6 separate regions of the Mus musculus genome follow, and regions 1, 3, 4, 5 and 6 are each linked to region 2. A link is a contact called in public Hi-C and HiChIP or PLAC-seq data. All regions are on one chromosome and are shown on one strand. Each heading gives the region's core, a stretch centred on a gene start, on an enhancer-like site or on the middle of the called end of the contact. The rest is flanking DNA. Distances are from core to core; before and after follow the strand shown. Region 1 has its middle 52 kb from the start of Gm42327. Region 2 overlaps Runx3 (runt related transcription factor 3). Region 3 has its middle 33 kb from the start of Syf2. Region 4 has its middle 7.3 kb from the start of Gm12984. Region 5 has its middle 32 kb from the start of Gm42327. Region 6 holds the start of Rsrp1 (arginine/serine rich protein 1).

What was found. Hi-C and Micro-C count contacts between places; a contact is called where the count stands out from the background. HiChIP or PLAC-seq counts read pairs in DNA pulled down with a chosen protein or histone mark.
Region 1: a Hi-C map of bone marrow-derived macrophages shows a contact between it and region 2, with 39 read pairs. The contact joins two enhancer-like sites. A contact is called at or near these places in 1 of 15 datasets of contacts at CTCF or cohesin (the NIH/3T3 cell line), 3 of 484 Hi-C or Micro-C datasets (bone marrow-derived macrophages and embryonic stem cells), 12 of 115 datasets of contacts at active chromatin or transcription factors (the NIH/3T3 cell line, bone marrow-derived macrophages, craniofacial prominence and 7 more) and 1 of 9 other capture datasets (embryonic stem cells).
Region 3: a Hi-C map of bone marrow-derived macrophages shows a contact between it and region 2, with 41 read pairs. The contact joins two enhancer-like sites. A contact is called at or near these places in 6 of 484 Hi-C or Micro-C datasets (bone marrow-derived macrophages, cortical neurons, embryonic fibroblasts and 3 more), 18 of 115 datasets of contacts at active chromatin or transcription factors (the HPC-7 cell line, craniofacial prominence, embryonic basal ganglia and 9 more) and 1 of 9 other capture datasets (embryonic stem cells).
Region 4: a contact with region 2 is called in an H3K27ac HiChIP or PLAC-seq map of microglia, with 5 times the contacts expected there. The contact joins two enhancer-like sites. A contact is called at or near these places in 2 of 484 Hi-C or Micro-C datasets (LSK cells and nephron progenitors), 6 of 115 datasets of contacts at active chromatin or transcription factors (bone marrow-derived dendritic cells, embryonic stem cells, epiblast stem cells and 3 more) and 2 of 9 other capture datasets (adipose tissue and liver).
Region 5: a Hi-C map of bone marrow-derived macrophages shows a contact between it and region 2, with 50 read pairs. The contact joins two enhancer-like sites. A contact is called at or near these places in 2 of 15 datasets of contacts at CTCF or cohesin (both in embryonic stem cells), 1 of 484 Hi-C or Micro-C datasets (bone marrow-derived macrophages), 11 of 115 datasets of contacts at active chromatin or transcription factors (craniofacial prominence, embryonic hindbrain, embryonic limb bud and 4 more) and 1 of 9 other capture datasets (embryonic stem cells).
Region 6: a contact with region 2 is called in an H3K4me3 HiChIP or PLAC-seq map of bone marrow-derived macrophages, with 4 times the contacts expected there. The contact joins the promoter of Rsrp1 here to the enhancer-like site in region 2. A contact is called at or near these places in 13 of 39 promoter capture datasets (the 3T3-L1 cell line, the HPC-7 cell line, HPC-7-derived erythroid cells and 8 more), 2 of 484 Hi-C or Micro-C datasets (bone marrow-derived macrophages and embryonic fibroblasts), 26 of 115 datasets of contacts at active chromatin or transcription factors (the 230-238 cell line, the SCID.adh cell line, bone marrow-derived macrophages and 19 more) and 2 of 9 other capture datasets (adipose tissue and liver).

What each region holds. Positions count from the first base shown.
Region 1 is chr4:134,997,533-135,000,993 of GRCm38.p6, reverse strand. No RefSeq gene overlaps it. Among named protein-coding and RNA genes, the nearest start is that of Gm42327, 52 kb to the left of the region's middle. Within about 2 kb of position 1,838, at least 70 of the 459 cell types and tissues checked have an H3K27ac peak or open chromatin away from gene starts, as enhancers often do. A contact at or near this core is called in bone marrow-derived macrophages, where this site is marked.
Region 2 is chr4:135,176,675-135,180,398 of GRCm38.p6, reverse strand. Runx3 (runt related transcription factor 3) reads right to left here. Exons shown (of 5, transcript NM_001369050.1): 5 at 2,412-3,724. Among named protein-coding and RNA genes, the nearest start is that of Runx3, 26 kb to the right of the region's middle. Within about 2 kb of position 1,263, at least 91 of the 459 cell types and tissues checked have an H3K27ac peak or open chromatin away from gene starts, as enhancers often do. A contact at or near this core is called in the HPC-7 cell line, the SCID.adh cell line, adipose tissue and 4 more, where this site is marked.
Region 3 is chr4:134,961,961-134,965,798 of GRCm38.p6, reverse strand. No RefSeq gene overlaps it. Among named protein-coding and RNA genes, the nearest start is that of Syf2, 33 kb to the right of the region's middle. Within about 2 kb of position 2,263, at least 32 of the 459 cell types and tissues checked have an H3K27ac peak or open chromatin away from gene starts, as enhancers often do. A contact at or near this core is called in bone marrow-derived macrophages, where this site is marked.
Region 4 is chr4:135,311,817-135,315,098 of GRCm38.p6, reverse strand. No RefSeq gene overlaps it. Among named protein-coding and RNA genes, the nearest start is that of Gm12984, 7.3 kb to the right of the region's middle. Within about 2 kb of position 1,253, at least 282 of the 459 cell types and tissues checked have an H3K27ac peak or open chromatin away from gene starts, as enhancers often do. A contact at or near this core is called in adipose tissue, where this site is marked.
Region 5 is chr4:135,017,373-135,020,705 of GRCm38.p6, reverse strand. No RefSeq gene overlaps it. Among named protein-coding and RNA genes, the nearest start is that of Gm42327, 32 kb to the left of the region's middle. Within about 2 kb of position 1,820, at least 45 of the 459 cell types and tissues checked have an H3K27ac peak or open chromatin away from gene starts, as enhancers often do. A contact at or near this core is called in bone marrow-derived macrophages, where this site is marked.
Region 6 is chr4:134,922,009-134,925,702 of GRCm38.p6, reverse strand. Rsrp1 (arginine/serine rich protein 1) reads right to left here and starts at 2,078. Exons shown (of 5, transcript NM_023665.3): 1 at 1,936-2,078; 2 at 1,221-1,828; 3 at 271-410. The coding sequence starts at 1,776.

The DNA of each region.
Region 1 (3,461 bases), core at 589-3,088, 180 kb after region 2:
TAAAACAAGATGGTGCAATGATTATTTACACAGCATGTGTGTCCTTGGATCTCCTAAGAAATCACAGACCATCTAAGGAACATCCAAGGGTTCTGTGCAACTGCTGAATCTCATTACAGAAAAGATACAAGCATCCTCAGATTCTGATACCTGCTGGAGTCCTTGCCCCATGGGTACCAAAGAACAACGACAGATTGCTTCAACAGATCTGGACACCAGGCCAAGTTCCTTCTATTGACACTGAAGAACCTTCACCACACACCAGCTGCCATGCCTGTGACCAGGATAAAAGGTGTCAGCTGCAGAAAGAGAAGGCCTTGGGGGCTCTGCTTCTTTACACAGCTACCTGCGTATTCTGGAGCTGTGTGGGTTTAATCCAAAGCACTGCAACCAGTAGGTGGACGCTGAGCTTCTGTCAGGGCACTGGTGACACGCAGCCCTAAATACAGGGTCCCTGCTCTGGGGGTCACCAAAGCTCTGCCAGGTTTTGTGCTGCACCAGGAGCTGTTTTGCAAATGAACAGCACCTCTCTTTGAAGAGTGCACAGCCTTGAAGCAGAACCCTGGGGACCAACCAGCTACCTGCCTCTCCCATATAGTACCTGGTAGAGTCTCTCCATAGGGTAAGTAATGAGCTCTTAGGGTACGCAAGGACACCCTCATCCCCTCCCCTCTTCAGTTGATTCTTCTTCATAATCTATTAGTTACCATAATATCTATCACCTTACCCATTTTCCCATTAATATGTCCAATTCTATTGCTTGAGACAGTCAGCCAGCTCAGGGTTCGGTGAGAGACTGTATCTCAAACAGGGTGAAGAGCAGCTTCCGGGGGCACTCAACATCAGCCTGCGCCGAGACACGAAACAGCTTAGTGAGGTCACTCAGCATCTGTCCCTGATGTACGCACACAGGGACATAAATCCACACAAAGAATAAAGGGAGTGAGGGCCAACTTCATCAGCTCTTCTTACACAACCTTAAACAGAATCATTGTAAACATTTTAACCCAGATTTCCAGTTTTAAAGGTATGCATGCTTGAAATGGGTACCACTGTCTATATACGACTAAATTTTCAACAGTTTCCACACAGAACCACGGACATAGGCTCGCGAATCTGGATTCGGATCCAAAGCGCATCTCCCAGAGTTGACCTTCTCGTTTCTCATTTTCTTCACACACTCACAAAGCCAAGTTCTAACACTGAAGAGGTTTGGTTTTTTTGTTTTGTTTTGTTTTTAATTTATTTTTATGTTAGCTCTATAGGTGATTTGTCTGTATGTATGTTTGTGTACCGCGTGTGTGCAGTGCCCATGGACGTCAGAAGAGGATCCCCTGGAACTGGAGTCATGGATGGTTGGGAGCCCTCAATGTCTACCTGTGATACACAGAACTAGGAATGGACCCCTATCTTCTAGGAGCAGCACTTGCTCCTGAACCCTGAGCCATCTCCCCAGCTCCATTTTCTGAAATCTCTAATGATTCGTAATTTGGTTTGGGGAAGAAAGGCAGTCATCTCTGCTCCAAGATTGCAAAAGAGTTCTATTTTTAGACTTGCAAACACCAATTACAAGCAGCAACCCAGACAACATTCCCTGATTTCTGTTTCAGCTCCCTGTCCCCCCCCCCCCCCCCGTCCCCAGCCACTAGCAAGAACACCCATCTTTGTCTGTGTCCACTTAGGAGCTGAGGGTAATTGAATTACAAACTCAATTAAGTACAAGTTGGCACTCAAACTTAAAGACTGCTGCTTACCCATGAGCCAGAATAACGGAACACCTAGGCTCTTGGCCCAGAACGGCGCAGGGTGACTAAGCAGGCGAGAATAACACATTTCCCCTGAAATTTTGTTTACTCGTTCAATCTCGAGTCTGAGAACAATTCATCTGGGACGTTGTACTGTGAACACTCACCGGCTGAGACTCCACTCCTGTGGCTGGTTTCGACATCTTCATTAATTCAAGTCTGTGGTGCTGTCGTTTGCCTGCAAGTGCTTTCTGAATCATCTGACAGTCCTGGGACATCTGTCTCCATCATTTTTCTCCTTGTTGTCACTATAGAGGGAAAGGGAGGGCGGCTCTGACTCCTTAACTGCATTTGATGGAAGCAAGACTCACACTGCAGGATGATATAAAATGACACCTGCAGCCGCCCCTCACTCACTCAACAGGGTCCAGTGTATCCCAGACGGACCTCAAACTCATGGTGTACTTGAACTTCTCATCCTCCTGCCTCCACCTCTGAGTACTACTGGGATCACAGGAGAGAACCACCAGGCCTGGTTCACACCATGCTGAGGATTGAACCCGCCCTGGCTTTGCACCATGGGAGGCAAGAACTCTACTGACTGAGCTAATCCCAGCCTCAACCTTCTTTTTATATCTTCTAACAATGCAGTGTTTTAGGCCACTGGATTAGCTCCATCTTGCTACTGTCTCTCTCTCTCTCTCTCTCTCTCTCTCTCTCACACACACACACACACACACACACACACACACACACACACACACACGGAAGGGGCGGGGGAGGGGAGAGGCAGGCGGGAAGGGGGAGGGGGAGGGGGAGGGGGAGGGGGGAGCGTGTGTTCTGGAGGTCCAAATCTGAAGTGAGTCTGTTACGATTTGAATGGGAAATATCCATAGACTCGTGTTTGAACATTTTGTCCACCGGCACTGCTTTAAGAGGTTGTGAAGCCTTCAGGAAGTGGAGTTTAGCTGGAGGAAGTGGATCACTGAGGGGCGGGTCTTGAGCTTTATAACCCAAGCCACTTCCTAGTCCCTCTCTACTTCCTGACCTACCTTGATGCAGCTAGATGTGAGCAAGCTCGCTGAACCACAGCTGAGGGCTGTTTCTGCCGTGATGCCTTCCTTCCCCGACACGATGGTCTGTGCCCCAGGAAATCACAAGCCGAAATAAAGCCTCCTCCCTTGACTTGGAGTCACACAGACAAACACAATAACTAACACGGCCTCGCAGGGCTAAGATCACGCTGCCAGGAGGACCGTGACCTTTACTGGAGGACGCTTTCCAGCGTCTTCCCTGGCTTTGGAGGCCACTCACACTCACGGCTTCACCTCTCCAAACTCAAACCCAGCAAACACCAACAAGTCTTCCTTCCACTGGTTGCCCCCAGTTCCCCTTATTCATATCCGCTCCTTCTACGAATTACCCCATGTGATTACCCCAAGTCGCCCAGATAATCTAGAATGATCTATCACAGGGTATTAATCACCTCTTCAAATTCTCTTGTGTAAGGAAACATCCAGGTTCCAAGGGGTGGGGTGTGGACGGCTTCGGGGTCCAACTTTTCACTCAGCCTAGTGACACGCTCAGAAACTGCAGAATCACCCAGCCAAGAGGGCCCACGTCACCATGACTTCACCCTTCTGGATGCTTCCATCTTACCACTCCCTCTTCTTCTTATTTTAGTCTTTTCTGCATAACTGAAAGTAATGATGAAAT
Region 2 (3,724 bases), core at 14-2,513:
CAGAGGCAGAGCAGGGTTATGTGGCCAATGGCAGGCAGGCATTAGAGCACCGAGAAGGCTTAGGTTCCAGCAAGGCCGGCACAGCAAGGAACGGGGACCCACAGCATCATGACTGCCCATCCCTTTATAGACCTGGCTGGCTCGGCCAGGCACTCTGTGGTGGATATAAATATATAAAACAAACAGCCCACTCTTAGTTGCAAACTAAAAATAGGAAGCTTGGAATCCGGCTTCCCAGACTCCCCTGGCCTGGACCACACAGGTGTGGAAGCGGATATTGGGGGGACATGGGCCCTCACCCCGCTCTCTGCAAGGGTCCCATGGGGAGGGGACGAGGGAGGTCTGGGTTTCTGCCAGTGAGGGTTCTTACACTCGGCTCCTTTGACAGCTCATTTCATTTATGACCCTGAGCTGAACAGAGCCACCGAAGTGCTCGGGGCTGGGGTGTGGTGTGCAGGGGCGAGCTGTTTCTTCCCAAGGCATGCTGGGGTTCTGGCCGTTTGTGGGAGTGCAGTCTGGGCAGGGAGGGGTGTTGGTTAAGAGGGAGGCAGATCTGGGTCTGGGTCAGGTCCTGTCCTTGTGTCCTCATGTCCCCTGTCCTCGTGTCCCACAGCATCGGCCCATCCAGACTTCTCTTCCCTTGGTGGCCCGGAAGGATATGCACTTCTCAGGACAAGAGTTAAAGCTATCGCAGGCTTTGCCACAGGGTGGGGGCCTTTCTGGGAGCTCCCTCAAATCTGCCACTATGCCAGTCACAAATCCTCAAGGCAGTGGATCCCTTGACTCTCAAATGAGACACTGAAGACCTCAAGGCTCCCGGGCTGGCAGTAGACTGGCATCCTGCCTGGGCGAGCAGTGTGGGACCCTTTGATTGTGGGAAGTGCGGGAGCCTGCCTGAGGGCTTCCAAAGCTTTCTCCTCAGAACTCAGCTCTTCTTTCCAGGTCCCTGTCTTCTGGTGGGGCCTGGGAGCTCAAGGTCTGTGTGTGACTGTGCTAACATCTGGTACATGTGACCAGGAGGGTGGCTCTGCAGGGCAGAGACAGGAAGCTGCTACTGTCACTGTCACCGCCACTGCTGGGTGAGGAAACTCCAGGCAGGGCAAGGGCGGCTCTCCTGAGGCTGGGGAGTTCTTCCTAATAACAGCCCACATTCCTCTCCAAAGCAAGGGGTTTAAGGTGGGGGAGATTTGGTGGGGTGAGGGGACCAACCGTTCCTTTCTCTCTGCTGCCTGGAAGTCAGTGCTTCCGTCCCCTACAGGCCTCAGTGGTAACTGCATGGCTTCCTCCAGCTGCCTCCAGCTAAGCGGGGGACATCTCTTAGTCTGTATCCTTTTGACAAGTGGGATGCAGGTGACAGGAGTTAAATACAGTCAGGGGTTTTGCTCTTCAGTTGTAGCGGCCACCTACAGGTCCACCCTCAGATAAACCAAGTAGAAGCATGTGGGCTGTGAAGACAGTTTCCTGTTCCAACCCAGGGAGGGGTCCTGCTGGGTGACCCACCCTGGGTGTACCTGGGGACAGGTCTTGCATTAGTTGTGGTTAGAATCCTGTGGCGCTACTGGGTAGGAAAGGGTCCAGGGTCTAGGCTGGGAAAACAGGAACTTCTTGTTGGCGGTTGATCTTAGGCTGGTCCTACAAAAGGGAAAGATCTTAGAACTCTGAAATGGGTACCACAGAACCACATCTATCTTAGGAAAATCTGTATGTCCCATCTGGTCAGGGGCACAGGCTTGGGGTGGGGGGATTATCTGAGTAGAGGGGGATTATCAAGCTAGGTCCCCACACCATTATCCACAGCCCCAATTTTCAGGCTATGGTCTCAGCTTGGCAACCACCAGCTCCAGGGAGCCATGGAAGGCATGACAGCTCTCTTTGCTAGTCAGAAGGACCTCATCTCCAAATGACCGATTTGCAGTTCTGTCTTCTCTGCTTCAAGTGTTCCAGCAAGCAGACCCCAGTATGGGTGAGAGGTGGTGCTCCCTCACAGGGGCTCTCTAGAGGGATCCCTATCCCCCAAAACCCCCTTACTCTGGGAAGGTCTTCACTCAACAGGGGTTCCCACCCCAGGGAGGACTCCGCTGAGATGAACGTGGTGGCTGTCCCTCCCCAAATCTGCATCCAGGTGACAGATAGGACCATGCAGTGGCTTCTGCCTCTGTACGATGAACATAGTCAACCAAGGAAGAGAGGATTAGTATAATCTTGACGGCCCACCTGATATTCTGGGGCCTTAGCCCAGCCAGGAAGGTGGCCTTCCAGGTTCTCTGTAACCACCTTGAAGGAGCTGGGTGGTAGACTCCTCAGCACTGGGGCATCTCCCCACACAGCCAGCTCAACCACATCCAATGTCCTCTCTCCTGCTCAAGAGTAGGAGATCCCACCCTCCTTCACAACTCCAGAAGCCTGACGCGGGTCCTTCAAGGCATCTGTTATATTATTGTAACAAACACAGATTCCTCTGTTTGACAGTTAAATAGTACCCAAGATGGACAGTTGACCTGTACAAGCAAGTTGTGCATTAAAAAAAACAAAAAAACAAAAACAACAAACCAAACATACAAGCAGCCTATAGTGCAAAGCAGGCCCACTTCAGGAAGACCAGCTCACTGCAGGGAGTATACCTCAGGGTAACAATGTCACAAAGGATGACACCCACCCACACAATTACAGTAACATTGTATCAACCCCCTAGGTTCCTTGTGCTTTCTGTCTAGCCTGTGCTTTCAAGTAGCACTTTAAAGTAGCCTTGCAAATAAGGACCCTTTTCCTTTCATTTTTGTTTTTTTTCTCTCCTCTCCTTTTTCTTCTTCTTCTTCTTTTTTTATTAGCCCCAGCTGCCTGTGCTCACTGTAGGACTCACGACAAGACTCAAACTTCACTGTTAATCAGGGATGAGAAAGAGGCGATGGGGGAGGGGTGACTTTCTATTTCCACCGACCAGCGTTTGGGTATAAGGAAGGCTAGTTGTCTGGGGTAGCTTACCCAGTGCTAGGCACTGGGATCCTGAAAGTACCTTTCTTGGTGATCTGGAACAGTCTGTACCATGGACCAGTAGCGAAGCAGGTAGGAGGGCAATGGGTCGTAGCTGCTTCCTGAGAAGAGGTGAGAAGGCCCCCTCTGGGTGCAGGGAGCTGGAAGGTTACCTCAGCTACTTCCAAGAGATAGAGTTTTTTTTTTTTTTTTCCTCCAGTAAGGGTGGGACAAGAGACACTGTAACAGGAGGTATTCTGCTCAGGATTGTCCAGGATTGTCGGGGACCCCCTGACCTACCAGAGTGTGTATGTGGGTGGCTGTTTCAGGTGCAGGCAATGGGGAAGGCCAAGCACAAGGCAGAGGCCATCACTACGGGGCTCACTCAGTTTGAAAAACCAGCCGTGGGCCAGCCAGCTCTGGTAAGAGCTTTTTAACCAATCCCACTGACAATCGCCCGCCCACAGACTGAAGAGGACATCTGATCTCTGCTTGGATGCTGCTCTGCCATCGCACACCTCACCAGAGACTCCACAGGGCCTCCTGGAGGTCTTGTCCCCTTCTGTGAAGAATGTGAAGTCAGGACCCTGGTGGTGGGGTGAGGGTGGGGGTGTCCTGATGACATCACACAGCAGGAGGTGGGCTCTTGTATACACAGACTGCCCCCTGTTTTAGATGCTTGACTGAGATGCTTTTGGTTCAAAGTTGTCTGCTTCTAGGGACAAACAAGTTGGGAGCAGGACTGTGGCCTGGG
Region 3 (3,838 bases), core at 1,014-3,513, 220 kb after region 2:
GCAGGAACCCCAAAAGTGTCTATTGGGGTCAATTTGAGACAGGTCTTGACTTGCTTAGGGATTCCTGGATTCCTCAAAGGAGCCAGAGGGTTCATAAGGAAAATAAACAAACTATCCACTCTGGGGATTCTTGTTTGTTTGTTTGTTTGATGGTTTGTTTTGAGAAAGGTTCTCATGTAGCCCAGGATGGCCTAGAGTCTGTGCAGAGCCCAGGGATATGGGACCAGAGAGGGACTGTGACCTGGTAGCTTGGAGAGAAACAGCCATTGTGGTAGTCGATATACCTCTCCTCTTTGTCAATCTAGACTACTGAGCAGAGATGAAAACCACTCACCCAGGTTGTGGTGGACAGGGAACGGGGGCTGAGACCCTGGAGGATCAGGACATTGCCCCTTAGGGAAACAACATAGATTCCCCAGGGGCAGCAGCGGGGAGGTGATGTTGTGAAGTAGCTTTGTTGCTGAGGAAAGCTGGCTTGTCACTGGGCTGGGTGGCTAAGTGTGAACTTTAGGAGGCACGATGACAGGCCAACTGTAGAGTGGTGTGAGTCGTGGAGAGGCAGAGGGTAACACAATACATGTTTAAGCTCCAGTGAGATCCACGCAGCCATCTTTGCGAAGTGGCAGTTGGCTGTTGCCTCTCTGCAAACCGCGCTCGCTGGCAGGAGGAACAGGCCCTTAAGCCTTCCACACATTTCCGGAAGGCAGAAAAATAGCTATCTCAGGAGCCGGTGACAGGAGGAAGATAAATGGACTCCTACAGGAGCCAGAACGCCAATCTCTGCTGATATTCTGAGCCTCACTTTCCTCGACACCACAGCCACTTCCAAGGAGCAAGAGCTGTCAATGTAGTTCTCTGGGCAGGCGATCAGGCCTGGCCTAGACAATCATTTACAGGTTATCTGTGCCTCAGTTTCCTCCTAAGCAAAACAGAGATGATGATAATCCCATCTTCCCCCATGGCTGGTGCAAGAATTCTATTCAAATACCCAAATTTGAAGACCTAGGGATGTAGGTAGCTCTCCTGGTCACCCCACAGTCCCATCCTTGTTCTGCCCAAGGTCTGTGGGTTTTAAGAGGCCAAGTCATCTAAGCTTTGTTATAGCTGGCCAACAGGCTGCACACACACACACACACACACACACACACACACACACCTGCACACACCGATGGGGAAAATGTAGAGGCCTATGTGCACATGTGACAAATGTACTCCATGGAGACTATCCAACAGGTGAGGAACCCTAAAAAGAAACTGAGACGACCGAGTAAGTCTGAATAGAGGCTCTAGCTCAGGGCCAGCAAAATGACTCACCAGATAAAGGAGCTTGCTGCCAAGCTCCCTGAATGAGTCCCGAAAACCAACATGGTGAATGAAGACGAGAGCCAGCTCCATAAACTACAACCTCCTTGTTATCACTGGGAAAGGAAGGAAGCCAGGGACTCCCTCACCCATTGGGATGGGTCTCCAGATGGTTTGCCTTTCTGGCTCCCAGTCATCTGAATAGACTCACCCAGTCCTCAAACTAAAATGCCCCTCCATCCCAGAATCGCAGGCTGTCCGGCTGGGTTCAACCCTCGCAAAGAGCTCTGCCAAACTCTCCCAGGCTCGCTCTCCTGACCATCATCCCATCCTCAACCCCCTTCCCAGGGTCTCTAGGCCTGCTTCTCCTTTGCCTCCATCCAGGCCCCAGGTCTCTCCCACATATATCATGTGGCAAAAAGAAGCTTCAAGCTGGATGAGGTGGCTCACACCTTTAAACCCAGCACTCAGGAGGCAGATCTCTGTGAGTTTGTGTGAGGCCATCCTGGTCTACACAAAGAGTTCTAGGTCAGTCTGGGCTACATAGAAAAACCCTGTTTCAAAAACTTTAATAATAATAATAATAATAATAATAATAAGAAGAAGAAGAAGAAGAAGAAGAAGAAGAAGGGGGAAGGGGGAGGAGGAGGAGGAGGAAGAGGAGGAGGGGGAGGAAGAGGAGGAGGAGGAAGAGGAGGAGGAAGAAGAAGAAAGGAGGAGGAGGAAGAGGAAGGGAAGGGGGAGGAGGAGGGGGAGGGGGAGGAGGAAGCTTCCAGCAATTCATTACCTACAACTGAGAACTTGACCTTGAATTTGGACCTGATGTGGGGGGGGGGGGAGAATTTTCACATAGCCCCGCCCCTCAGTCCACCTCTGGAGACATTTATTAGCTGGTTCCTGTTTGCTGACAGCGCCCATGTATGTCCTGTGCCAGGAAGATGCGCTACTGGGTTCTGAGTCCACACAGATGCTGAGCCAGCAGCGAACCTTGATTTACAGCTGGCAGGGTTGGGGCAAGATGAGCGTTCTCCCAAGTCCCCAAGAACACACGAAAAGCTGGGCTCTTTCATTTTGCAGATGTAAATCATTTCTGTTCCTCAGTCTGCACGCCATGGTGACTTCCTCGCCTACCCTCCACCTCAGTCGCCAAGCTCAGAACCGAGGAGCTACCCAGGAAGTTGAGGTGGGACACGCTGACTGGGAAGCCATGATCCTCTGAAGCAGCAGTGCCAAGGTCCCCAGAGACCTCTACCTCTGCTCCGCTGTTCTTAGCTGGGCGCTCAGCAGCGCCATCTGCAGGCTCCTGGCTCCAATTTGCAGGCTTCGTGGGACAGAAGCCTACTGATACAGCACACTGCCCGCCCACTGGATCCTCCCACCCTGTTGTGACTCTCCCTGGACCCCCTCACGGAGTGCACTCTAACTGCCCCCTCCCCGCACCCACAGAGGCTCTTCGAGAACAGTCCCACAGCTGCCCGTGGCCAGAAAGCTCCAAAGCACTGAGAGGAGGCCTCTGAATGCTCCTTGAGCAAGAAAGTACGCTGCTCTGCCCTAGGCACTCCACCACACTGTCAGGGATGGAGAGCTAGCTCACTGGAGGAACTGAGTTCTATTCCCAGCCGGGATCCCAAGCCAGGTTTGTCACAACCGCCTGTCACTCCAAATCTAGGGGATCTGTCGCCCCTTTTTGGCCTTCAACAGAACCTGCACCCACATGTACCTACCCAGGCACAAATATACATAATTGAAAAGAAAATCTTTAGGGCCAAGCACGATGGCACACACCCTTAATCCCAGCACTGGAGAGGCAGGGGCTGATAGACCTCTAGGCATTCAAGGCCAGCCCTGTCTCAAGATAAAGTTAAATAAAATCTTTATATGAAAAAGACTCGTGCCCAAATACGTGTAGCTGTTTTACTCCCAACAGCCAAATCCTCAAAGTCACTCAAATGAGTTTCAGCAGGTGAACGGAAAACAGTGTGTGTGGTTTTTCCCTCCAAGGAATATTATTCAGTAATAAAAAGAAATAGACCATGATCTGTTAACAGTACAGGGGAGCCTTAAAAACATCGTGTTAAGTGAAAGACAGTGACAGGAGATGACAAACTACAGACTCCGTTCACACGAAGTCCCAGAACACCCACCCTCATCTGGGATGCTAGAAAGAAAAAAAGCAGTGGCAGCCTGTGGTGGAAGAGAGGGAGTACAAATGGCACAGAAAGCCTTTTAGGAGTGAGAGTTATTTTTTTGCACACCATTTCAGACCACAGTGATGGTTCAGTAGGTGTATGCAGGAGCTGGTTATACACTTTAAATACACAGTTAGTTAGTTGGTTTTTTTTTTAAGAGATGCATTCTAAAGATGTATTTATTTATTTATTTATTTATTATATGTAAGTACACTGTAGCTGACTTCAGACACACCAGAAGAGGGCATCAGATCTACGGATGGTTGTGAGCTACCATGTGGTTGCTGGGATTTAAACTCAGGACCTTCGGAAGAGCAGTCGGCGCTCTTAACCACTGAGCCATCTCG
Region 4 (3,282 bases), core at 4-2,503, 130 kb before region 2:
CCTGAGAGCTGAACCCAGGCTCATAAAGACAGACCCTTGGCAAACACTGGTATTTTATCATACAACTAGGCAAAGTCCACTGATCCATGGCCTCTCTGCCTCTGTGAAATTCACAGTTCTGTGGACTGAGGACTCAGAACATTGGGCCTTCCTAGGGGACTGACTGACTCAGGCATGAATCTCCCATCCTGGATGTAGCCTTTAAACATTCACCTGGGCCAGTCTCCTTTCAGGAAGAAGGTGGAGGAGCTATGTGTCCATGTGGGTAGAGCTTGGGACCTGTTCCCGTCAGCCCTTGCTGGTGAGCTTGGGCAAGCCCTTATCTCTCTCTGGGGCTCTGGGTGCCCCTTATGGATGTACAGGCTGAGTTGGTATGTCTGATAATGCTACGGACTCACTTCTGACAAATGATAGGACATTTGAGGAACCACCATCACTGACGCATTCTCCCGGAAGCCAGTGAGGACACAGGGCCAGGTGCTGATGGAAAACGGGGCTATGCAATATCTGGGTGCTACAGGTCACACGAGGGACTCGCTGTCAAGACCTGTGACTGTATCCTTTACTATGACAAAACGGGTGGCAGAACGGACTCAGGGAGAGACATTGACAAGGGCTTATCTGTCACTGTGGTGAAGACGTGGCTGCCACAGTGGCTCAACCAGAGGCGGCAGGAGGTCCCGGTGTAGCCGCTGTGTTGCTTTTCTTAGGACAAGGCAGGCCACTGATGAGGCATTGAAAAAAGAGACGCAGCTAGACAAGGTGGCGCATGCCTTTAATCTCAACACTCAGGAGGCAGAGACAAGTGGATCTCTGAGAGTTTCAAGGCCAACCTAGTCTACAGAGTTCCAAAACAGCCAGGGCTACACAGAGAAACCCTGTCTTGAAAAACAAAAGAAGTATGTGCATGCATTCTTGAGCACACACACACACACCCCAAAATGAAAAAAAGAAAGTCTCACCCAGAGTCCAGCTTGGTTCAGACTTCCTGATGGAAGCATTGTGCAGGGAAACTCACAGGCGTGGGCGACTCAGAAAGCTGTGTCACCCAAAAGTCCCACATCTCTGAGGGATGGCTTCACGAGAATCGCATCATAGAGTTCTGCTTTCAGTTTCCCTTCCTTCTGTGACCTCAAGGGAGGCAGAGGGGAGCGAATGAGTCCTCGTGACCTCTCCACCTCTCTCAGAGTGAAGAGCGGCGGGTCCAGGATCCTTGCCACACACCTGGTTGTCTCTGAGTGTGTCTGCTGATGTCATTGCTATGACTACAGGGATAAGGGGTCAGCTGGTCACCACAGCGACCTTTGCTCCACCACAGAGGAAGGGTTGGACATACCTGGATGAAAAGCTAGGACAGTGGCTTGTTTGTATCTTGGTGGATCGGAAGCACTACCAAACAGTGACCTATGTGTATAATGCCCCGAAGGTTTCCCAACCTCCCACAAGCTGGAGTGTACAATGCATGGGTCTCTGGGTGGGGGTATTGCACATTCGAGTTGTCACCATGACTAAACAGGGCTGTTCATTTTGCTCAGTGTCTTCAGCTTACAGTGCACCGAGCTCGCGACAGATGACCAGCTCTTCTCATTTACACGTCAACCCTGGAGAGCGGTTGCTATAATTATCTGCGTTTACAAGATAAGGCAACTGAAGTCCCGAGGGGAAGGGACAACTCTAGCCAAAGCAAGCAGGAGAGGGGGAGGCAGGCCCAGCTTTAGTGCCTCAAAGCTAGCGTTTCTGTGTTTCTGTTTCCTGTCACCTAACACTCCCTCTTGAGGCATTCTTGGAAGCTGAAGGGTGTGGCAAGGACGGGGAGGCTGAGTTGACCTTCTCCAGGCCTCAGTTTCCTCGTCTGTAGAATGAAGCGATGCTTTGCGTTGAACTGAAAGCTAGAGATGGCTTTTCAGTGGGTCTCGGAGAAGAGTGTGCCTCTGCGAAACCCAAGAAGTGGGCTTCTTAAATAAATGCTGATGCGAGACAGGAAGTGGCCAAGTGTCTCAGAGCCATTGTTCCACCCCAGTGGAGGTGCCAGGATAGTTCAGGCAGGGTAAGAGGACAAAAACAAAACCGGGAGTCTTTATCTAGAACTCTCCTTTCAGAGCCTTCCAGGGAAACAGAAACTTCTGGACTGTCATTGCCGAGTTCCAAACATTTCAGAGGGCTCAGCAGGAAATCTGTCATCATCTGACCCTAGCCTTGGCATCAGCCATACAGAAGGCTGTCTGGGAAAGCCCCTCCCACTGGCAGCCTCTCTGCCATGGTCCTGCCCTGCACTGAATCCACCCTCCCCACAGCTGCAGTGGATCAGATGGCTGCCCAGCTCTCCCGCTGGGGTTGGGAGTCCCTTCTCTGGGCAGCAGCTTCATTCCTGGACTACAGAAAACCGTAGCCCAAGGACTCCGCATACTGTGTTTCTGATGCAGAGCCTCACCACAGGGTCACGAAGCGTCCTGAGTCCTTCTCGGCTGGTGCAGAAGTGTACCCTACACCCCCCCTCTGTTGGTGGATGGCAGGGCTCAGTCCCAGGGGTGTGATACTCTGGGAGTGGCTATGTTTCCCCAGTCTTGACTCTATCACTGTCTGAGAACCCTTTGAGGACTGTGCGGGACAGTGCTCCCCTTGGGTTCCCTCCAGGTTCCACTGAAGGCTTAGCATCGACTACGGTGGGTGTGCTCCTGGGTCATCTCCAGTGCCAGTCACCAAGAGCTCTGATCGCTCATAGCAGGACCCCCACTTCTGCTCCGCTCTGCTCCACTGAGTCCCTAGGTCCCTCTGTCAAAGGCTCCTACGGGATTTCTAAGTCTGTTCACTGGGATCAGGTTCATGGGCTCAGGGAGGAAGCCGAGGGCACAGGTTGCTTGTCCGTCTCATCTCAGCACCTAGGGCTGCTGATCTTCACCTTTCATTTGGGGAATTTACACGAGAGTCTTTTTTTTTTTTTTTTCTCTTGGTTTTGTATTGGGAGGGCTTGAGCCCAGGGTTGAGCATGTGTTTTTAAAAAGCGCCCTACACTTGGGAGCAGAGGCAGGCAGATCTCTGAGTTTGAGGCCAGACTGGTCTACAAAGTGAGCTCCAGGACAGCCAGGGCTACACAGAGAAAGCCTGTCTCGAAAAACAAGCAAACAAACAAAAAAGCGCCCTACAAGCACTCAGGAGGCAGAGGCAAGCGGATTTCTGAGTTCGAGGCCAGCCTGGTCTACAAAGTGAGCTCCAGGACAGCCAGGGCTATTCAGAGAAACCCTGTCTCGAAAAAACCAAAAAAAAAAAAAAAAAAAAAAAAAG
Region 5 (3,333 bases), core at 571-3,070, 160 kb after region 2:
TTTGGTCTGATCTGGAATGCTCTAAGACTCCTCATAGCTAGTCAGTGGTTTCCCAGAATTCCACTGTTCCTCTTTCTAAACAATTTTTTAAATTCTGTGTGTGGGCACGTAGAGTCCAGAGGATGGCATAAGATCCTGGAGTTAGCGTTGTGAGCCACCGGGCATGGGTGCTGGGAATCAGACTTGTCCTCTGGGACGGCAGCAAGCATCCCTAGTTGCTGAGTCACTTAAGCAGCTCCTACTCCTCTTTTTGAAATGCTATAGAGCCCCACCCCACCCTACCCCATTTCACCAGCTGTGACTATGGCTGCTGTGAGCACTGCCCTGCCCCACCCCACACCCCGCCCCACCCACCCCACCAGCTCTCTACTACAATGGCTGCTGTAAGGCCTCTTTGGAAGTTCATAAAGCATGAAGATGGGGGTCCAGCGGGGAGTCCTGATTCTCTCCAACCCAACTCTTCACCTTCTTGGACCTGCCATTTCTTCTAAACCATATTTGGTCTCTGTGTTGCCAAGAAAGGTTTGTAGAGAAAACCAGTGTGGGCTGAGTGAATGCCCAACATGGTGTGGACAGCAGCTCAGGGGCCTCCATCCTCTCAGGTCCCCAAGAGGCCTGAGGACAGCTGTCATGCAGCCTGAGTGTGCCCTTTCCAGGAACTCACCAGAGACGCCTCACCAGGAAGGAAGGAAGAAGAGGAGGAGGAGGAATAGAAGGAGGGGGAGGACAAAGAGGAAGAGGCAGAGGAAGAGGAGAAGGAAGAGGGAAGGAAGAGAGGGAGGAGGAGGAGAGGGAGGAAGAGGCGCTACTCGTTGCCTACTGGTCCAGAGCTCCTCTACCAAGTGGGAGACAAAGAGAACTGTGGCCCCTTTTGTCAGCAACCCCAAGTTGGTGACAAACTCAGAGAGCATTCTTTTGTCTCCTCCCTGTCCAAACCCCTCTGATCTCTGGCCCAGCTCAGGTGGGGGCGGGGGGGGGGGGTGGTCCTGAGGCTCAGTCAGTGGAGGTAGAGGCAAGATCTGCATTTTAACAAATGCTAGCAAGCACCTGTCATGAAGCGGTCACCTGCCATTTCTTGAACGCCACTGGAGGAAGGAAAATTCAAAACTATAAGGCTAACCAGGGATTCAGGACTGTTGTTCCAGCTACTTAGGAAGCTGAGGCAGGGGGATTGGAAAGTCAAGGGCTGCAGAGCAAATCCAAGGCCAGTCTGGGCAAATCAATGAGACCGTGTGTGGAAATAGGGGCCTGCCTAGCATGGGTAAAGCCCCGAGTTTCATGGCCAACACTGTAGCACAATGTCACTTTGTGTCTGACTTGAGATGTGACTCATGCTGAGAGACACTGTCTGTATAATGAGGTGTCTGTGGGCTGTTTGCAGCTTTAGCTTTTATCTTTCATTGCATCTCCTAGATCATCTGCAATAAGCACCAGTTATTTTTAGTCAGAGCAGAACATGTGAGCCCTTTGTTGGGGACTCTGCCCACAAGAGCTAGCTGACCCTGCTCCCTAACTCTGGCCTCATGGAGGCTTGGCTCTTTGCTGTTGCCACACTTGTCCCCCAGCTCCCCACAAAAAGGCCTGACCTGGGACTTCTGGTTCAGATCCTTCCAGGTGCCCTCACAGGTAGCGTACTCTCTTCCACGAGCAGACCTGCAGCCAACAGGACCTTGTCAAGTGTGCAACACCATGGACGCCACCAGTGTTCTTCAGCTCAGAAGCCTTGGTCACGCCTGAGCTCTGCCCAAGCCTGCTGCTCTGCCCCTATGCCAGGTTCTGGGGTGATCCAGCCTGCCCTCAATACCCACCAGCCTGTCCAGTATCACAGAACAACCCTGGGTGGTTCTATACTGAATGTCCTTCTTTCATTGTGAGCTATGCTGGCTGTAAATGTGAACACAGGTTTGCAGGGTCTAGAGAGGCAACTTCTTCATGCTCACAGCCATGACGAATCAACAAGTAGGCTCCTTGTTCTGACATGGTCTTGCAGGGAGACCGTACCCAAATCAACCCAGCATCTCTGCATCGATAGACAATTCTGTCCAGTAATGAAACTGCTTTAAAGAGAGGTGGCAGATACCGGACACGCCTGCTGTGCCCTCCATGGCTTCACCCTGACAGACATTACTAATGAATCTTAGGATCCTTTGCTGTGGAGTCAAATCCATACCTCAGAATTTGTCTTAACACTGTGTACCAAGCAAAACAAACATTCAAGGCAAAAGCAGTTTACTTTTGTAACAAACTAGCTGATTAAAATGTAAAAAACCGTCAATCCTCAGTTCTCCAAGCTGAAGAACAGTGGTCAACACAGTGAACTGAGATGAGTTTTGGGTAAGAGTCCGCATTAAAGCCTGTTCGGAAGTCAGACTTCCTGCAGCCACCAACCATCATAAGCCAACTCCAGACCAACTACTTCCACCTTCCTGGAACCGACCGCTGGTCATTCGGCTGGCGCCCCCTACTGTCCAACAGTCTTTACTGCAAGTTTTCCATTTCCCCTCCTAGAGGAAGCACACACTGGCATGATCCCCGCACTGGGCCACACTGTCTCCTACTAACTGGGGAGGGCGGGGAGGAGGGGGTGGTTCTGTGTGACCCTGCTCTGTGTCTTCCCTTCCTCACCACATGTCATTCACACAGAGTTCTGTGGTCCATCCTCAGTTGGTAAACTCAGACCACCTGAGGAGAGGAGCCTGGTTCTTGGTCACACAAGTCCAGGACAAAACCAGGACTCGGAACTCTATAGTCCCAAATTTATGCTTTCTTTAGCGCCTTACCCTGTTCCTCCTCTCAAAAAAAGGCAGAAAAGCAGCCACCTTGGGCTCTGGAGCCCCTGGGATCCCCCAGGGCCTTCATCTATTTCCAGGTTGGCCTGGAACTGTGGAGAGATCTCTCTGGGGCAGTCCTCAGTCCCATGCCAGGGGCATCCCTTCCCCCACTTCTCTGAGCTCATCTCTTCACATGCTGGTGTGGGGGTGGGGAAAGGTGTGGTGGGGTCCCTCAAATGTCACTTCTGCTAGGAGCCCATCTTCCACCACCTGCAGGTCACACCACACTCCTCACTCTCTGTCTGTGTGGCCCTGAACATAGGGCAGGCACCCGATAATTACTTGTTGACTGGATAAATTAAGACCTCAAAACGGGAATAACAAAGGAGTCATGGACTGGGAACCAATGGGTTCGGGAATCGAGACTTGAGCTGGGTGTGGAGGCAAACACCTTTAATCCCAGCACTTGAGCAGGAGAGGAAGGCAGATTTCTGAGTTCGAGACCAGCCTGGTCTACATAGCCAGTTGCAGGACAGTCAGGACTACACAGAGAAACACCTCC
Region 6 (3,694 bases), core at 829-3,328, 260 kb after region 2:
AAAACTACTGACAACACTCCAGTCTCTAGAGACTAGAGGGAGAGAAAGTATTACCAACAATGTACTGTTTTTACTGTAGTGTAAAGAGCAAACCAAGTGTCCAAGTGTCGACACGAAAGTAGTCCATCGTCTCCCAGTTTCCTGTGAGACAGGCTGATACTTGTCAGATTAAGGTTTTGTTCTGGACAAATGATATAAAGAACCCCAGGAGGGTTGTGTTCACTGGCAAAGGGTAATAAATGCTGGCAGCAGCTTCCTGAAGGCACTTACCTCCACCTTTGGCCCACTGCTGGAAACAGCTGTCCCCTGGCTTGCCTCCTTGGCTCGGAGACTTGCTGGCAAGTCGAAGTTGGCTGTTCCCAGAGCTTTTGCTGCGTTGGCTTTTGCTATTTCTAGTAGCTCCATTCGATCTAAGGGCATTAAGACATTCGTTATCCTCTACTAAGTACCTCTCCTAAAACAATGTTTTTCTCTTTATATGTAAAGCAATTCTAAAAAAAATCCCTTTATAGTGAGGAAAAAAACCCAACTTTCCTTAATTACCTCAACAAGTTAGTTTTGTTCTGACAAACAGCCCTATTTTGCCTTTTCTTTAAATGTTTATTTCTGTAAACTGAAGTGTTTGATAAACTTTATAGCACAGTTATCTAGACTACTAATCTTGATACAGAGTCTGCACACAAGCTCAAACTTACCTACTTTGTAACATCAAATTGCCATGTTACTTAACAGAAAGGCCAGTCAAAACCCATTTTTGAGTAAATCATGAAAAAAAAAAATGTGTTTTGACTTCACCCAGCTAGTAGGAAAGAGTGAGCCTCCTCTCTCTTGACCACCACAGCCATAAATGGACTTTAGTTCAGGTTACTGCACCGGTCACATCCGGCATGGACTTTACTCACAAGGTGAAAGGAAATACGTGAGAAACTATATTCTACCTAACTACTAACTAAACAAAAAACTCTCTCTCACTTCAAGAAATCTCAAAAGACTTCCAGCACCAAAACAAACGCAGGCCTAGATGTTAAGATGTCCTGGGCCTAATCTTACGAAATCCCAGCTAAACTGCTCAACCACATGACTCCCTGGCTGACTCACAGCGCGCTGAGGAAGTTAAACGCGGGGAGGAGCTGGGGAGGTGGCTCGGTGATAAGCGTCCAGAACTCAATCCCCAACACCACCCCCACCAAGGGCACAAACCTCAACCTGATAAAACGCACCTTTCTCACTCAGGCGAAATGGGGTTCTACTCCTGCTGCGCGACCTGGTTCTGGATCTTTCCCTCCACCTGGGGCGATCCTCGGGGTACACCGTCCGGCCGAAGCCGTAGTAGCGCCGCCCTCTAGTGATCGCGTAGTACGACCACCGGTGCTGCGACCTCCCGCGGGAGCGCGACCTGCTCCGGGAGCGGTAGGGCGACGGCGACTTGTAGTACCTCCGCGGCCGCTCGTAACGGCTGTCGCGGTGATAGCGGTGGCTGCGGGAGCGCGACCGGCTGCGTGAGTACGAGCGTGAGTAGCGCCTGTACTTGCGCTGGTGGCGCCTGCGGGACCGGGATCGGGACCGTCTGCTCCTCCGCGGCCGGCTGTGGCTGCGCGAGGACGAGCGGCTAGAGCTGCGGGAGTCGCGTCGGGAGCTGCGGGACGAAGAGCGGCTGCGGGAGCGCGACGACAGGCGGCTGGAGCGGCCCGAGCCCGAGGTGGACGGCGAGGCTTTCTCCTGCGGAGAGCCGGGCCACATGTCGTTCACGTATTTAGACATGGCGGCCGAGGACATGGCTCCCTTCTGAAAACGGAGATCGGTCCGCAAACGCAACGGCGTCTAGGAACTACAGAGAAAGTCAAGAGTCTATCATCCAGGTGGGGCGCGCAGTGCCCAGTGCGCGTGCGCGACACCCCAGGGCGAACCGGTCCCTGACCAAGCGGCCCCACTCACCTTAAACGGATGAAGAGCTCGCGAGGGCGAGAGAGGCCAAGCGGGCACCTTTCTCTGCGACCAGGAACCGAAGCGGGCGAGGTTCCCGATTCCAGCGACCGGAGAGCACAGGAACCTCCACTGCCAAAGTCCAGACTGGGACTGAGCTTAGTGGCGACGTCAGCATCGAAAATACTGGAAGCTGGCGCCGAGCATGCGCACAGACATCCGTGCGAAAGGGCGGGTCCCACTCTCGTCCAATCGCCAAGCGATGTTGGCTGCGCCTTGGAGACACGCATGCGCGTCAGTTGTCACTCCACCAACGGCCGCGCCTCCTCCCCATCCCCCACTCCCGCCCGCCTTCTACATCCGGGTATTTTGAGGATTTGTTTACTTCAGGGTTTTTTGTTTGTTTGTTTGTGGGGTCCTTGGCTGCTTTTGGATCTTGAGTTTTTTTTTGAGACAGGAGCTAGCTGTGTACCCCTGTCACGCCTCGAACTCGCGGCAATCCCCATGTCTCTGCTTCTCAGCTAGGGGGTCTGCGCCACCACGCCCAACTTTGTTTTTCTTTGTTTGGTTTGGTTTGGTTTAGTTTGGCTTCCTTTCCTGCTTTCGATTTTGAAATTCGGGAAAAGGAGAGGGTAGCAAAGAATTTAGCCGGCTCAAAAGCTGGATCAAGGACACAGAGGACAAGTCGGTTCCCGTGCCTCGGTCGTCCCCGGGTCATGTGTCGTCCCCTCCCTCCCCCAGCCGCTGCCCAGCTTCCCTTCTTGGCTCCTCCTATGGTGGAGATTGGGAGGGGTATCCCTGGACCCCGAAGATATAGTTTTAATTTAGAAAGGCTGCTTTAACGGCCTTGTTTGAGCTAATTAAGGTAATTTGAGGTCGAGACAGGAATTCCAACGACCACAGTTGACCTTTGAGGAGCAACAGTGATCCTTGATTGTGTGTGTGTGTGTGTGTGTGTGTGTGTGTGTGTGTGTGAGAGAGAGAGAGAGAGAGTAATTTGTGTGTACAGGATGCCACCGAAGACAGAGCCATTGTGGGCCACCAAGTATGGGGGTGTTGGGAACCCAGACTTTGTGCTAGGCAATGCAGCAAGTGCTCTTAATAGTAAGCCATTTCCTGAGCCCGATAGGTCTGTTCTAAGACAAGTGTGATTAGGACAGGACATTTAATCTTATTTCCAGGGCAAATTCCAAACACTCAATGTCATGAGGCATATCTGACCTTGAAAACTGTGGGTAAGTGAACAGCACTGAACGAAATAGCTATTTCAATATTGGGAGATGGTGTTCTTAGAAATTAGGCAGGGTTTTACAGAAGCTCTGGATTTTAGAGGGAGATGACAGAAATAAGGACTCTTTGTTCGTGCCTCCTTCCTCCTCCTTCCCCAATATACAGCGAAAGTGAAGAAATAAAAACCTTACTGTGGCCACCAGGATGGCTCAGCAATAAAGAATGCTTGTGGGACTGGTGAGATAGCTCAGTGGTTGAGAGCGCCGACTGTTCTTCCAAAGGTCCCAAGTTCAAGTCCCAGCGACCACATGGTGGCTCACAACCATCCATAATGAAATCTGATGCCCTCTTCTGGAGTGTCTGAGGACAGCTACAATGTACTTACATATAATAAATAAATAAATCTTTAAAAAAAGAAGAAAAAAATGCTTGTGGAGCACTACTGACAACCTGCAGTGGAGTGGAAGGAGAGAACTGACTTCCAAAAGTTGTTCTCTAACCTCCAGAAGCCCCCATCCCATCCCATCCACCAATGGTAAAA